Linked DNA regions of Gossypium hirsutum: regions 2 and 3 are each linked to region 1. A link is a contact called in public Hi-C data. All regions are on one chromosome and are shown on one strand. Each heading gives the region's core, a stretch centred on a gene start, on an enhancer-like site or on the middle of the called end of the contact. The rest is flanking DNA. Distances are from core to core; before and after follow the strand shown.

What was found. A called contact is a pair of places that touch in the nucleus more often than the background predicts.
Region 2: a contact with region 1 is called in a Hi-C map of leaf, with 2.8 times the contacts expected there. The contact joins the promoter of LOC107918573 here to the promoter of LOC107918283 in region 1. A contact is called at or near these places in 11 of 34 Hi-C or Micro-C datasets (anther, callus, hypocotyl and 3 more).
Region 3: a contact with region 1 is called in a Hi-C map of leaf, with 4 times the contacts expected there. The contact joins the promoter of LOC107920422 here to the promoter of LOC107918283 in region 1. A contact is called at or near these places in 20 of 34 Hi-C or Micro-C datasets (anther, callus, cotyledon and 4 more).

What each region holds. Positions count from the first base shown.
Region 1 is chrD13:42,445,682-42,450,254 of Gossypium_hirsutum_v2.1, forward strand. LOC107918283 reads left to right here and starts at 2,236. Exons shown (of 3, transcript XM_016847811.2): 1 at 2,236-3,413; 2 at 4,333-4,475. The coding sequence starts at 3,281.
Region 2 is chrD13:42,771,905-42,776,477 of Gossypium_hirsutum_v2.1, forward strand. It overlaps LOC107918573 (transcription factor bHLH81), which reads right to left and starts at 2,247. Exons shown (of 5, transcript XM_016848159.2): 1 at 1,503-2,247; 2 at 1,021-1,164; 3 at 873-938. The coding sequence starts at 1,955.
Region 3 is chrD13:42,709,203-42,713,775 of Gossypium_hirsutum_v2.1, forward strand. It overlaps LOC107920422 (protein NRT1/ PTR FAMILY 5.10), which reads left to right and starts at 2,084. Exons shown (of 3, transcript XM_016850135.2): 1 at 2,084-2,672; 2 at 3,164-3,690; 3 at 3,768-4,573. The coding sequence starts at 2,328.

The DNA.
Region 1 (4,573 bases), core at 986-3,485:
CCACCAGTTTATCGTTCCAAATGATCTTTTCCGCTATTATCGTACCACGAACTATTTTGAGTGTGGAGTCGAACCAATTGAATCAAAACACAGAAGTAGAATAGTTTTCTTTTATCTTTTGGATGAAAAACAAAAATTCTGTCTTCTTTAATAGAAACTGGTATAATTGTTATTCTGAAAAAAATATTTTTAATATTTGAGAATAAATCGTCTCTATTTTTCGGTATTATAACAATATCTCAAAGTTATTTAAATAGATCTACCAGTGCCATCTATTTATAGGGAGAGAATGTAGAACCTTTATTGAATTGTAGAGTTTTATTTAACATTGAAAAATAACTTTCTAGTCCAACTAGGAAAGGGAGATGGGCTAATAGGGTGTGCTTCCCCTCATATGTATTATGATGGGGATTCAAGCCTTCCATTGTATTGAACCCAATTATATGTGTTTTCTAAATTTTTAACTCAACACTTTATAATTTAATCCAACCCAGTACATATTTTTCTACTTTCCAAAATAAATATTAATTTTCCAATTAAATAATTTTCTCATCCCAATTTTACCCCCTGTAAAATTATGACGACTTTACCCCTGGTAAAATTTCCAAGAAAATATATTTAATATTTCACAACTCAACTTATTCATTATGACTGAATGGTTTATTTTCATTTTTGGGCTTTAAAACTACTCAAAAATATAAACTCATTCTTCCGGTCATTTCTGAGTAATCCATATATTTGCAAATGGATCATTTCTCATTTTCATTTCCATTTCTATTTCCATTTTTTTAAAACCCACATTTATTTCCAAACAATTCCATTTCTCCATTTTAGAGAAAACCATAATCATTTTTGAATGTTTTTCATTTCTCTATTTCTATTCATTCTGTTCATTTTGATTCAAACACGTAATTCATTTCTGGTTTCAACGAGCTATTAGAGGGATCGATTAGACATATGTAATTAAGGCTCAAATGATTTTTAATTAAGTTTTGGCTTTTCATCTATTAATTATAAACTCATTTAATCATGAAGACATTTCACTATAGTATTGTGGTTGAGTCCTCCCTAATGGCATACCATTACGAAAGCAACTATTCAGCATTCGTCCAATGACCTTGTCATAAGTGTGTTACCCTCATAGTTTATCATTGATCTCTTTAAGATAATATCCGTTTTCCTAATATAATCCTATTTTATCTCATGGTAACCATTATATCTTCCTTCATGAAAAGTCAATGATGATCAAATAGTGATCAAGTCATCTATCACAAAGACGAATGACCCGTGGCCACGTTTACTTTTCAGCAACCATGTAATGCCTATAAAAGGATATAATTTTCCCATGTCTTAGGTTTTGAATTCCACTATTGTGAATGACATTACATAATGTAGAAGCCGTATACTCAATGTACCAACTTTCGGCTCCTTATTTATTTGAACTCGGGCTTTTACTTACATCAAAGTATATGAGTCACGCATGCATAGTCCGCCATCCACCTAGGATTTAGGTATGCCACACTATGAACGTCACAAGGGAATAGATCCATAAACGGATTTAGGATCTATTCGACTTGGATCCAGTTTGATGTACTGTCAGTCCAGTCAGTCACATCTATGTCTTTATCTTCTGGGAGTCATCTGCTCTGATGCCCAAGATAAAGCATCTCCCAAATTGGACTTGATAGATGAAATATTAGTCTTTCAATCGGTTTGTTCATTTCCGATTAGACTAAGGACATGTTTAGGTTTGTCTATTAATACAAGTTGTCTTTCTATATTACGATCCGACCACGTAATACTGCTAAATATTAATTAAATAATAGACAACTAGTGAGTAACATTTACTTCCATTTTAGTTTGCGTACAAAAATACTTGAGGATAATATACAAAGTATTAATGTAATTCATGAATAATTTTATTAACTAATTTGGTCGGGAAATTACATGTGTACTTTGATGAAAATACTACACTTAGGACACCAGATCCAACATGGACATCTAGTAATGTCCAACATGATAGCCTAAAGGGCCACGCCAGCTGTCCCGTTAGGTCTATACCAGAAAATAGGCTCGGATAATTAATTTATCGTTTTTCAAAAATATTAATGATTAGTGACTGATTTCTCACTATTGAAAGTTAAGTAAATGTTGGTATCTTTTTCCCTTGCTTTTTTCCCCTTTAACATAAAACCATCTCATTCTCTCTTTTCGTGGTTCCAGCCAGCTAAAAAATGATAGTAAAAATAAAACAGTACAACCACTGACTTTGCTTTCTATCTAGCCAAAAACAGGGCTGGTTGCCAAACTAGCCGTTGTCATCCCTTCCTCTACTCTCTTGCTTTTTTTTCCTCTTCAACAGAAAAGAATCTCCTCCTCTATTTTTATAGTTCCTATGATGGGCACAACTGTTCGCTTTTTTTGGATCTTGTTCGACGAGACGAGTGGATCTTTGGCCAAAGATCTTTATGAGAGAGGCTAGCCCAAGCCTCTTTGGCTTCTTTCTTTACTAACGATAGTTTTGTTTAGTTCCATTTCTCTACCATTTTAGCATTTGCAACTCCTTAGTTGACGTTACTTATATTTTTCTTTCTTTTTTCTTTTCCAGGTTAGTGTTCCTTGCTTGCTAGCCCTTGTTATTTTTTGGGGGGCATGGATGGGGTCGCCACCGTTTAAGTTCCTCATTGGTCGGAGCTTGATAGTCCTCGGGTTTCGTCACACAAACTCTATTTCTGTTAGTGGTTGAGGCCATTTTTATGGCTAATATGTCTCTTTTGTCGCTGCTCGTGACTGGCTTCAATTGTGGTCGATAACGTCCCTTTTTGAGTTTGGCTGAGGCATGGTCTCCTGCCGAAGGCATTCATGCTGACGACGGGTGTGGCCCCCTTGCATCTCTACTTCCCCAACATCCTTTGGCACTTCCTTTCCCGCCTAATCTGATGACAGCAAGGGTGAAATAGTTGAATATTGTGGGGAGCTGGGCTTGTTTGGACCTTGTTTCTATTATTGCATCTTTTGAGCGATTTTGAGACATTTCTATTATTGGGCTTTTTGGGCCCTTGCTGTTCTTGATCCCATTTTATCGATGGATGCTGTAAGTTGAAAAGAAAAAAGAACAAAAAAAAAAGGGAAAACAAGCGGTACCTATCTGAGAGGCATTGCGGCAGATTACCCAGAAAACAAAAGGAGAATCAAACGAAGACGAAGTTAAAAGATGGAAATCTGAGCAAAAATTCCGAGAAATAACGAAAGTAATAGTTGTACTGCATAAGGCTTTGAAATGGGGGATGACAAGGAATTGACGCCGTCAAAGTATGACATGAACGCAAAATGGGACGCCTGCATCGATCTCACTCTCCGCCGCTTCGTTTATTCATCCTTGGCTGGCGCTTTTGGTGGCCTCCTTTTCTTTAGTTTGTTCTCTTTCCCTTATTTCTTTATTTCTTTCTCCTTTTAAGATATGTTGTTTTCGATTTGCCCCATTGCAGATTAGCCTAATTGGTTCTACAAATTTTGTTTTCTCATATCCACTTTTTATCTTTCTTCTAGTTGTTTCTATGTTGTTCTGCACTCGGCAGCGTTGGCTCTTCCAGTTATATATGCGCCTGCTCTACATTCATAGCTGTAGATGTTAATGTAAATATGATGTATATACATGTCCAAAATATGTAGGGATTTAAATTGCAGTCGTGGATACTTTTTTGGATGTGTTGTGTTTATTGGTTGCGAGTGCGAGGTATGTTACTACACTCAATTGCAGCAAATATCTACAGTGAATACAGGTGGCAAAGAGAGCCACAAATGCAAATAGCAGCCATAATATCGTGCTATGGCTGCTATTTACATTTGTGTTGTACACTTTACTATCCATTTAAGTGGCAACGTTTGAGACCAAGTGGCTTTCTTAAGGAGAACCTTGCATCCCTGCATGTTGGTTTTGATTCACCTTATATTCCAACACCAGAAGTAGCTCCTTTTTGCCTTTGTTGTAAATCACCTAGAAATGACGAGGAACTTGATTAAGGCTTTGCTTTGTGGGGAGAGTGGAAAGGAACTGTTTATGATTTATGACTCATAGCCACCTTCAATCATCAATGCTACCAAGCAAAGCCTAAACGGTTGAAGTGATTATGCATTTTAACTTTTACTAGATGTTAATCTAAGCCGTGGACAAAGTAAACTGAGTTCTTCCATTTTGAATTGCTTCAGTTTTCTTCTAGTACTCGTATTTCCAGGCATTGTCGCTATCCTGCCTTTCCGTTTTTGTGCTTTCTGCTTTGCATGTCTTCCTTAATCCTTCCTTGAATTCATAACTTTGATTTGTCATGCCAGGGAGTCCAGTGACTCGATGGGCATCTGTAGCTTTTGGTGCTGGGATTGGGATTGGATCTGCGTACACTGATTGTTCTAGTCTTTTTGGTGGATATTCTCCGAAGTTGGCTCCTCCTAAGCTTGATGATGCTCCTGCACCCAAGGTTGGACTAATGTTTTATCGAACTATGGATTTAATCTTCTGGACTCTTTCTTTTTCTAGGTTGCACATTCATGTTTTAATTGTTCGGTATAATCCTTT
Region 2 (4,573 bases), core at 997-3,496, 330 kb after region 1:
ACTTAAATCGCTTAAAGATCTGAGCATAACAAAGTATGAATCCATATCGCAAGTTTTTTTATTTCAATCTAAGAGAGAGATCTTTCAAATGCCTTTCCTCCACCAAAATAACTCTTCTTTCCCCCTACAATTATGGAGTTGATATAAATCTTTCTATTGATAAAAAAGCAACTTTTTATATATAACCATGAATCAAACACATCTCTTTGCTTTTAATAGGCACTCAAGCTCTATCAGAACCATCAGCAGAAGAAGTACCAACCACATCCCACAGTTGAACATTAAGCAACCATTTCCAAAGGAACTAGAGTTTCATCTCTTTTCTAATGTGTTTCCATGAACCTTTAGGACCCTGAAATTTTGACAAATTCCTTCTCTTTTCTTACAAACACAGAGGATATTTGTCACTAAAAATAGGATAATGGCCACCCCATGATTAATTACTTCATTTACTTATAGTAATAAAATCCTGGTTACAAACATGACAAGTACTGGGGCGGCCAGCCCCACACTTAAAGCCTAAGGCTGCAAATAACCGACATCCTCCAAGTTGAACTAGTTCTCTAATAAAAAACTTAGCCAGTTAAACATATAAAACTGGGAACTATATACTAGATATAGAGAAATAGTGCTTTAAGTGTCGCTATAAGCTACAAATGCCCATTCTACCGAAATTATCCAATCTCTATTGATATATAGTTGTTCTTCAATCTCATTTATGTCTCTTGTAGCCAGTCAGACAAATCAATACATTTCGCATTAAACTTAATTAGGATGAAACATTAATAAGGTTAGAAAGTCCTTTTGTAGAATGATAGCTACATACTGAACTTGAATTTTCCGATTAAAATAGATCTCAAGATGTAGCCTACCTTATCCATGTTGGGGACAAGCTCCTGAAGCTTTCTAATGCGATCGCTAATCCGTGTTCTCCGAACCTAACAAAAATAGTCATGGATAGTTAGAACTAAACATAAACACCATTTTACTTCTTAATTATCAGCAAATGAATACAATTACCCTTTCTGCAATACTTCGAGGATGAGTAGCACACCCTCGCTTCGCACGGACCCTGCAAGGTACCGAATCCTCCAAAAGTTTCTCCATATCTACATCTATAAGATTAGATATCCCACCAGAAATCTGATCACTTGGCTCTCCTTTCTACCCAAAAATAGAAGGAAAACAAAGGGTATTGTAAAAAAAAAAATGGGGATTCAACCATATATATTTTTGCTCAAAAGAGTAAATTTATCCTTTCCTTTTTGGCTAAAAATGTATGGCCATTAGTTGGTCAGCTTTGAAAAGAAATAGTAAAGCCTAAAACATTAAAAGAAGACTAAAAAGAATATAATAAGATGACGATCAATATCTATCCTTTCACAGGCAATTCAAAGACGGCAAAAACAAAAAACAGAAGTATTCAAAATCCATATAATAGAAAAACTAACAAGCTGTGGAAGTTGAAATATAATATTAGTATGGCTATCTCTTAGTCTTACCAACTGAGAATGGAACTTTGTTGGTGGGAATTGCGTATCAAGCTCGCTAGCCCTCTTACTCGAGGGGGAAACATCCATAGTTGGCGATAAATAGTCATAATTTGCAACAACTCCAAAGTTAGAGAAGTAGGCATCAGAGGAAGCAGCAGGATTATTCCCAGGAAAATCAGCTGGAGAACTGTTTTGCCTCTGGAAACCAGAAGGCTCAAACAACCCAGATGGATAGGCTGAGTTGGGAAAAAGCAATGAATTTCGAATGGTGGGTGTTGAGGTTGAATTTCCAGTTAGTAGCTGAGTCAAGCACTGGCTAGGCTTCAAAGGGTCCTCTTCTTCTTCCTCGAGAAGGGCTTCTAACCAAGTGGCTGGCGCTGAGCGGAAACGGGCGAGTCCAGCTCGACTCCCTTCAGCGCCACCGCCACTAGAGCTGCTACTGCCGCCAGGCGTCGGTTTCATCTGCTTCTTTGTTCAGCTTGAGGAGTTAGCTTTGTGCTATGAAAAACTCTCCTTTTTTCTTTTTGGTTTCCTGTTCAGCAGCTTTCCCTTTTTCGCTGTGGGATATGCCCTAACATAGCTTATTTTTTGCAAGTTCTTTTTCATTTAAATGATTTTGAGCCGTTCGATTAGAACCAAAATGTTTCGGAAAAGAGAGATCCAACGGTGGCAAAGTTGGTTCTATCAAAAAAGGGAACATGTAAGGCCAGAAACTGCAACCTCATCATTTTCTTTCAGATCAGACCTCCTCTTCACCGTAACCTCTGGAAAGTAAAGTCCGTTTCAGATGCAGGCATTTCACGTGACAGTCACGGGCCAATACATTTCAGAAAAGCATGCACGTGGAATATACGGCTTAATAATGCGTGGGTAGGTTTGTGTGAAATATTATATCTTTTTTTGGTTAGAAAATATGTTGCTAGATGTGGCAAAATTAAGGAGGCGGAGGCAATTTCACCCAATGTCCACTGTAGATTTGATAACAAACTTTTAATGTGTCAATTTTAGTGCCCTTTGTATCCTCCTTTTATATATAACTAGATTCTAATTATATTAAATAAGAATTATTTAATTATGTTTTATTTTTTAGGTACATAATTTAAATTTAAGCTCACCTCCAAATTTTATTACAGTTTTTTACTTAGATATCTATTTTTTTCTCATTTTACCTAAAAACACATTACCAAACAATAAGAACATACCATATAGTATGTTTTTATTGAACATCGTACGTTTTGGAGTAAAATGAGACAAAATTGATAATTCAAATACCATATTTGACCAAATAAAATTTTCAAGTACCTAAGTGAGAAAAGTGATATAATTTGAGGGTCAATTTTGTAGTTAAACCTTATGCAAACTATGAAATAAATTGGGATTGAGAAAAGTACAATACAATGGCGTTGTCAAGACTCGGGGGTTGTCATTGTCGAGGGAGTGTGGAGGGATCACCATGGGGGTGGATTCTTGAGTTTAACAAAAGGTTGAGACAGTGCGCTGCCTTCAATGCTAAGTTATGGAGTATTCTAGACGGCTTGACATTACTACAAAGTAAGCAATGTGACAAAGTGTTGATTCGAACGGATAGTATGGAGGTTCTTTAGGCCATTCAAGAATCATTCTCAATTACATTTTGTTCCACACTTATCAGACATATTCAACAGCTTTTATTGGAAATGGGTCAATGAAAATTTGAATATATTCCTAGAGAAGAGAACATAGAAGTTGACCCATTACCAAGATGGCTTTTGACAAAAATAAAGGTCTACAACTATTCGCAAAGATTCTGTTAGTTTTTGATATATTAATGTGATTATTTTGTTTGGTTTTTATAAAAAAAAAAGAACCATGACATTATGTTTAATGAGTAGACTAATCTATTTAAATAAAAAAATTAACATTAAAATTAAAATAATAAAATACATTCTCTAAATTTCAATTACTAAGATAAATGATTTAAATAATGTAAAAAATCATTAAAAATTAAGAGCATGAACGCATATTTTTCCTTTAAATTGAATCATGATAATAAACTAAGCAAAACATTAAATAATTAATGCATGATTTAAAGACAACATAAGATAAATACTTACAAAATAAAACAAACACAATACGAATAAAATGGTTATGTCAAAAAACTGTAAATTATTAATGCATAAAATATATATTTACAACAACAAATTTATAGTATTCTAAACATATTTAAAAATAGGTTATTATTATATGTCATGGGTTCATGTACTCTTCTCAAATTTAGAATTTAGTCTTTATACTTTTATTTCTAAGAATTTAGTCCATTTACTTTTCAGATTTCAAAATTCAGGTCCAATGGTTACCAATGTTAAGATTATTTTATTAAATTTAAGTTTATTACAATATCATTTTTTTAGTTAATTTGCTATCAAGTGAGTATTTTTTTATATTTTAAAATGTCACACCAATCAATTTAACAAAAAAAAATTAATATTGTACTTGAATTTTAAATTAAAAAAAAACTAAACTTCTGAAAATAAGAATATATAGACTAAATTCTAACTTAAAATATAAATACTTTTGGCATATTTAAACCTTAAAAATAACTCAAACAATTTTCTTTTTCCTTTTTTTCCCTCCTTTTTCTCCTTTCTTTCCTCTTTCTTCTCTAACCCCATCGTCCCACAGGCCATAACCCAAAAAAAAAGTGTCAAGCTTAAGGCCTTATATCTACAGTAAGCCTGTGTTATAGATTATAGATAATTAATCTAATACACTATTGATGATTTTTTATAGTATTTAAATTATTTAATAATATTATATTACAGCAGAAATGAAAATTTGAAGGTAAATATGTTCCAAATAGAAAAGAAAGTACAAGCCAAATTGAATAAAAATATAAAAATCAAGAGTAAATTTTGTTATAATGGCTTATATATAAAACATTAAAATAAGTTTTTGACAGTAAAGTTTTAATGAATGAACTATTTTGTACTTTTATCTAATATATATTGATTAGTTTTTTTTTTTCATTATTTAGTGGAGGATTTAGGCTACATATGTTACTATTTACCATAAATAATAGGGATTTTTTATAAAAATAAATT
Region 3 (4,573 bases), core at 834-3,333, 260 kb after region 1:
GCCCAAAAATTGGTCGAATCGGGCCCAATATATGAAACTGGGCCAACGGTCCAATCGGTGACTAGACCGAACCGGTCGAGTCGTCATTGACCCGGACAGAACCGGCTCAGGGTGTCGTAAGGGTGTCGCACCTGCATCATCAGACATGACAATGCCAGTGGCTGTGACGACGATGTCTCGGTGGCCGGCGGTGGTTGAAAAGTGGAAGGGTTACACTCCTACTTGGACTCTACTGGAGAATTTGATTTCAGATTAATTATCTAGAAATAATATTATTTTAATAGTTTAATATTAAATTTAATTTAATATTTATCTTAATATTATTTTATTAATTTAATAATATTAAAGTGATTATCTTAATATTTAATTTAATTTAATGATAAGGTAAACATTTTGTTATTTTAATAAGATTTAATATTAAATTTAATCTATTAGATTAAATTTAATAATAAAGTTATTAAGTTTAATTATAGTTGAACTCTCTAAACTCTCCTTATATAAAGAAAGTCTTGGGTTATTATTAAAGTTGTAGAGAGAAAAATCTCTGAAGAGATTGTTTCAGAAAATTTCTAGAGATGTCTTTTTGATTTAAAACTTGACCCAAAAGTTTAGAGAAATTGTAAAATTACCCCACTGATAATTATTGTGAAAAATTTTCTGATTCGAAGCGAGCTCACACTTGATAGACGTGAGCTTGAGGATAGCAGAGAAGACTACTCAGTCGAAGCGCTCATTCTAAACGAATTGAAAAAGTATAAATTTGATTAAATTTTTATTACTTTAGATATCACAACCAAGATATTGTTTTGGAAAAATTTTTAAAACTCTGGTTTTTCCCTAAATTTATTTTTCGCTACGTTTTCCAAACCCATTTTTCCAACAATAACATTTTTGTATGGTGGATGCAATAACTTTCTTTTGTGATGGATATAATAACATTTAGATTTCTTATTAGTCTGGTAGTTTAATTAGACATGTATCTAATAGTTATTGTTACAACTTTTCATATGAATCACTATATAGTAAAAGTTTTATTAAATTTTTGAAGGATTTAGAATGATAAAAACATATAGAAATTCCTGGGAACTTTCAATATATTTGCGTAAACATTTATACAAATTGAAATGATTTAAGCATATGTTGTAAATTTGACTCAGTAAATAATAGTTGAAGGAAGATTATAAAATGATCAAAATACATATTTATACTTTTATAGAATGATCATGATCAAATTTTGCTATGATTATTGATAAATTTGTTTAAGTGGTTATTTGTAAAGTTAATATTCAATATTGGAATATATAGAATATCAGATATCATGTGATGTTGTCATGAGGGGGAGTAAAGACGCGTTGTATTTTTTTCCTTTTAATCGGGGTTTTAACCCATTAGGTTTTCTTGGTAAGGTTTTTCATGAGGTAGCATATTATGCGTATTCCAGATATGTGAGTATCCACTAATTTGGAGTGGATGGTGACAAATCCATCCCTAAAAATACTTAAAAAAGCAAGAATGCTTGCATAAGAAAGATTAAAAGTTATACAAGAGGAAGCAAAAACTTCACAATTTTCATAAGAAAAAGAGAAGACCTTTTAGACAATGAGAAATAATAATAATAATAATAATAAAGTATATAAAACTAAAAACAATGTGAGTCTAAAATGATTATGAAATCATTTACTATTCAAAAATACTCTGAAAATAAAAATAGATAAAGTGGACGAAGAGCCACAATTTACTATTAATTTTAATTTCATCACTACAACAGTTAGAATATCATCGTCATTATTTCTAATCTCTATCAAAGTTAATATTTCAAGTTTAGTCTTGGATAACTTCCTAGTTTTTCCTGTGTCCCGATGATGGTGATATTTAACCAAGAGCCTTGAATTAGAGGAGGCAGGGACGGAATGAATTTTCCCGAAGTAGAAAAGAGATGATATCTTTTGAAGGTAAACATAGAAAGTGGATGTTTTTGTTTTTATTTGGACCAACTAATTATTCACGTTTCAGAACCCATATCGTACCTATCTTCTCTCACTAAATTACATATATTATATTACTGAAATAAAAAGAGTAGCTATTTTTCAATCATTAAATATATACTAAAATTTATGTAAAAGTTGTTCAAACTTTACTTTCTTTTGGCCATTGGTAATAAAATATTTGAAAATAATGAAAAAGAAAGACCATGCTATTCACAGGTTTAATATCTTATTATTATTTTTTTAAATAACCATGGAACCGCTGAAACTTCAATTATCTTGTAATATTTTAATGCTGCCCATAAATTCCTCCGCTCCAAACACTTACTAAAGCTTACTGCAATGTCCGATCCTGCAGCTGCTGAAACTCCACTTTTAGATGACTCAGTTAAAGGCTGCCTTGATTTCAAAGGCAGACCTGTGCACCGTTCAAGCTCCGGTGGATGGACTTCGGCTTCTTTCATAATTGCGGTTGAAGTTGCTGAGAGGTTTGCTTATTATGGAATCTCTTCAAACCTCATAACATACTTGACGGGGCCTCTGGGTCTATCCACTGCCGCCGCCGCTGCACAAGTTAACGCCTGGTCAGGGGTGGCCACGCTTCTCCCACTCCTGGGTGCTTTCCTTGCTGATTCTTTTCTTGGCCGATACCGTACCATCATTCTTGCTTCCCTTGTTTACATTTTGGTAATTCTATTTACATTTTGGCCAACAACAAATGAATGCTTCATCATAATTTCTTCCAATGATCCACTGAGCTATTCAGCTAAGAATTTTGTGTCGGCAGAGATAAAATTATAAAATTGTGTCAGGAATGCTTAAATTAATCTTTTAATTTTAGGAGGACTAAAAGTGCAGTTAATCCATTTACCCAAAGGAAGTCAACGCCCAGCTTCGTCCCTGGCTCAAGCTCTCTTGAACTCATTCGTCATTCTCAAATTAGAGAAGTTGCTTCCATTGCTCAAACAATTACTTTGAAACTCAATTCAAGATTTGAGAAAAATAGCTCTAACATCGACTTGTAATGGAGCAATTTGTCGCTTGACTTAGCTTTCCTGTTGAAGATTTGATGGTTAATTGAACAGAATAAGCTGAATTATTTTAATTTTTTTTGCTAGAGCATTCGGTAGTTGCTTTCCATAAATGACTTGAACTGGAATTGTTTTATTTACATGCAGGGGCTAGGCTTGCTGACTCTGTCAGCCACTCTTCCATCTGTCACCACTTCCGGTGCCCCAAATGCTGATAGTGTCACATTAAACACTTCATCAATGCTTCAGTATCAAGTGATACTATTTTTCTTCTCACTATATCTGGTGGCATTCGGACAAGGTGGGCACAAACCATGCGTTCAAGCATTTGGTGCTGATCAATTTGATGCAGAACATCCTGTGGAGTGCAAAGCCAAGAGTTCATTCTTTAATTGGTGGTACTTTAGTATTGCTGCTGGTATCTTACTGACGCTTTTGATTTTAAACTACATCCAGGAAAACCTTAGTTGGGTTCTTGGATTTGCAATACCTGCTATTGTGATGGCTGTTGGACTGCTTGTTTTTGTGCTTGGAACAATGACTTACAGGTTTAGTGTCAAAGGGGATGAAGAAAGCCCATTTGTGAGGATTGGTCGAGTTTTCATTTTGGCCATTAGGAATCGTAAAATAGCTTCTTCAGCAATTGCTACAGAGGAAAGCTTGAAGCAATTCAAGTACGTGATATATTTTTTCATCTAAAGGAAATTAGGAAATAAACTGATATGGAATGGATTTTCTATTGTGGTGGCAGATTCCTCGACAAAGCCCTGCTTGCTCCAGACAGTACAATGGAGCAAGGAAAAGTGTGTAGCATGAGAGAGGTTGAAGAAGCAAAGGCTGTTTTAAGGCTTGCACCAATATGGGCTACATGCTTGATTTATGCAGTTGTTTTTGCACAGACATCGACATTGTTTACTAAGCAAGGTGCTACAATGGACAGATCAATTACAAGAGGAATTGAAATACCTGCTGCCACACTTCAGTGTTTCATTAGCTTTTCAATTCTTCTCTTCATTCCTATATATGATAGAATAGTTGTTCCTTTAGCAAGAGCCTTCACTGGGAAACCAGGAGGAATTACAACGCTTCAAAGAATTGGAACTGGAATTGCTGTGTCTGCTATGGCAATGGTGATTGCTGCTTTAGTAGAGATGAAGAGGCTTCAAACTGCTCGAGAACATGGGTTGGTAGACAAGCCAAACGTGACAGTTCCAATGAGGGTATGGTGGTTGGTCCCCCAATACTCACTGTGTGGGTTATCTGATGTGTTGGCAATAGTAGGTCTCCAAGAATTTTATTATGACCAGATGCCAAATGAATTAAGGAGCATCGGTATTGCACTCTACCTTAGCATCCTTGGTGTTGGAAGCTTCTTAAGTAGCTTTCTCATCTCTGTAATTGAGACAGTAACTGGTAAAGATGGCAGAGATAGCTGGTTTGCAGATAATCTTAACAGGGCACATCTTGATTACTTTTATTGGCTGCTTGCTGCACTTAGTGCCCTTGGATTGGCTCTCTATGTATATTCTGCAAGATCTTATATTTATGCTAGGCGAA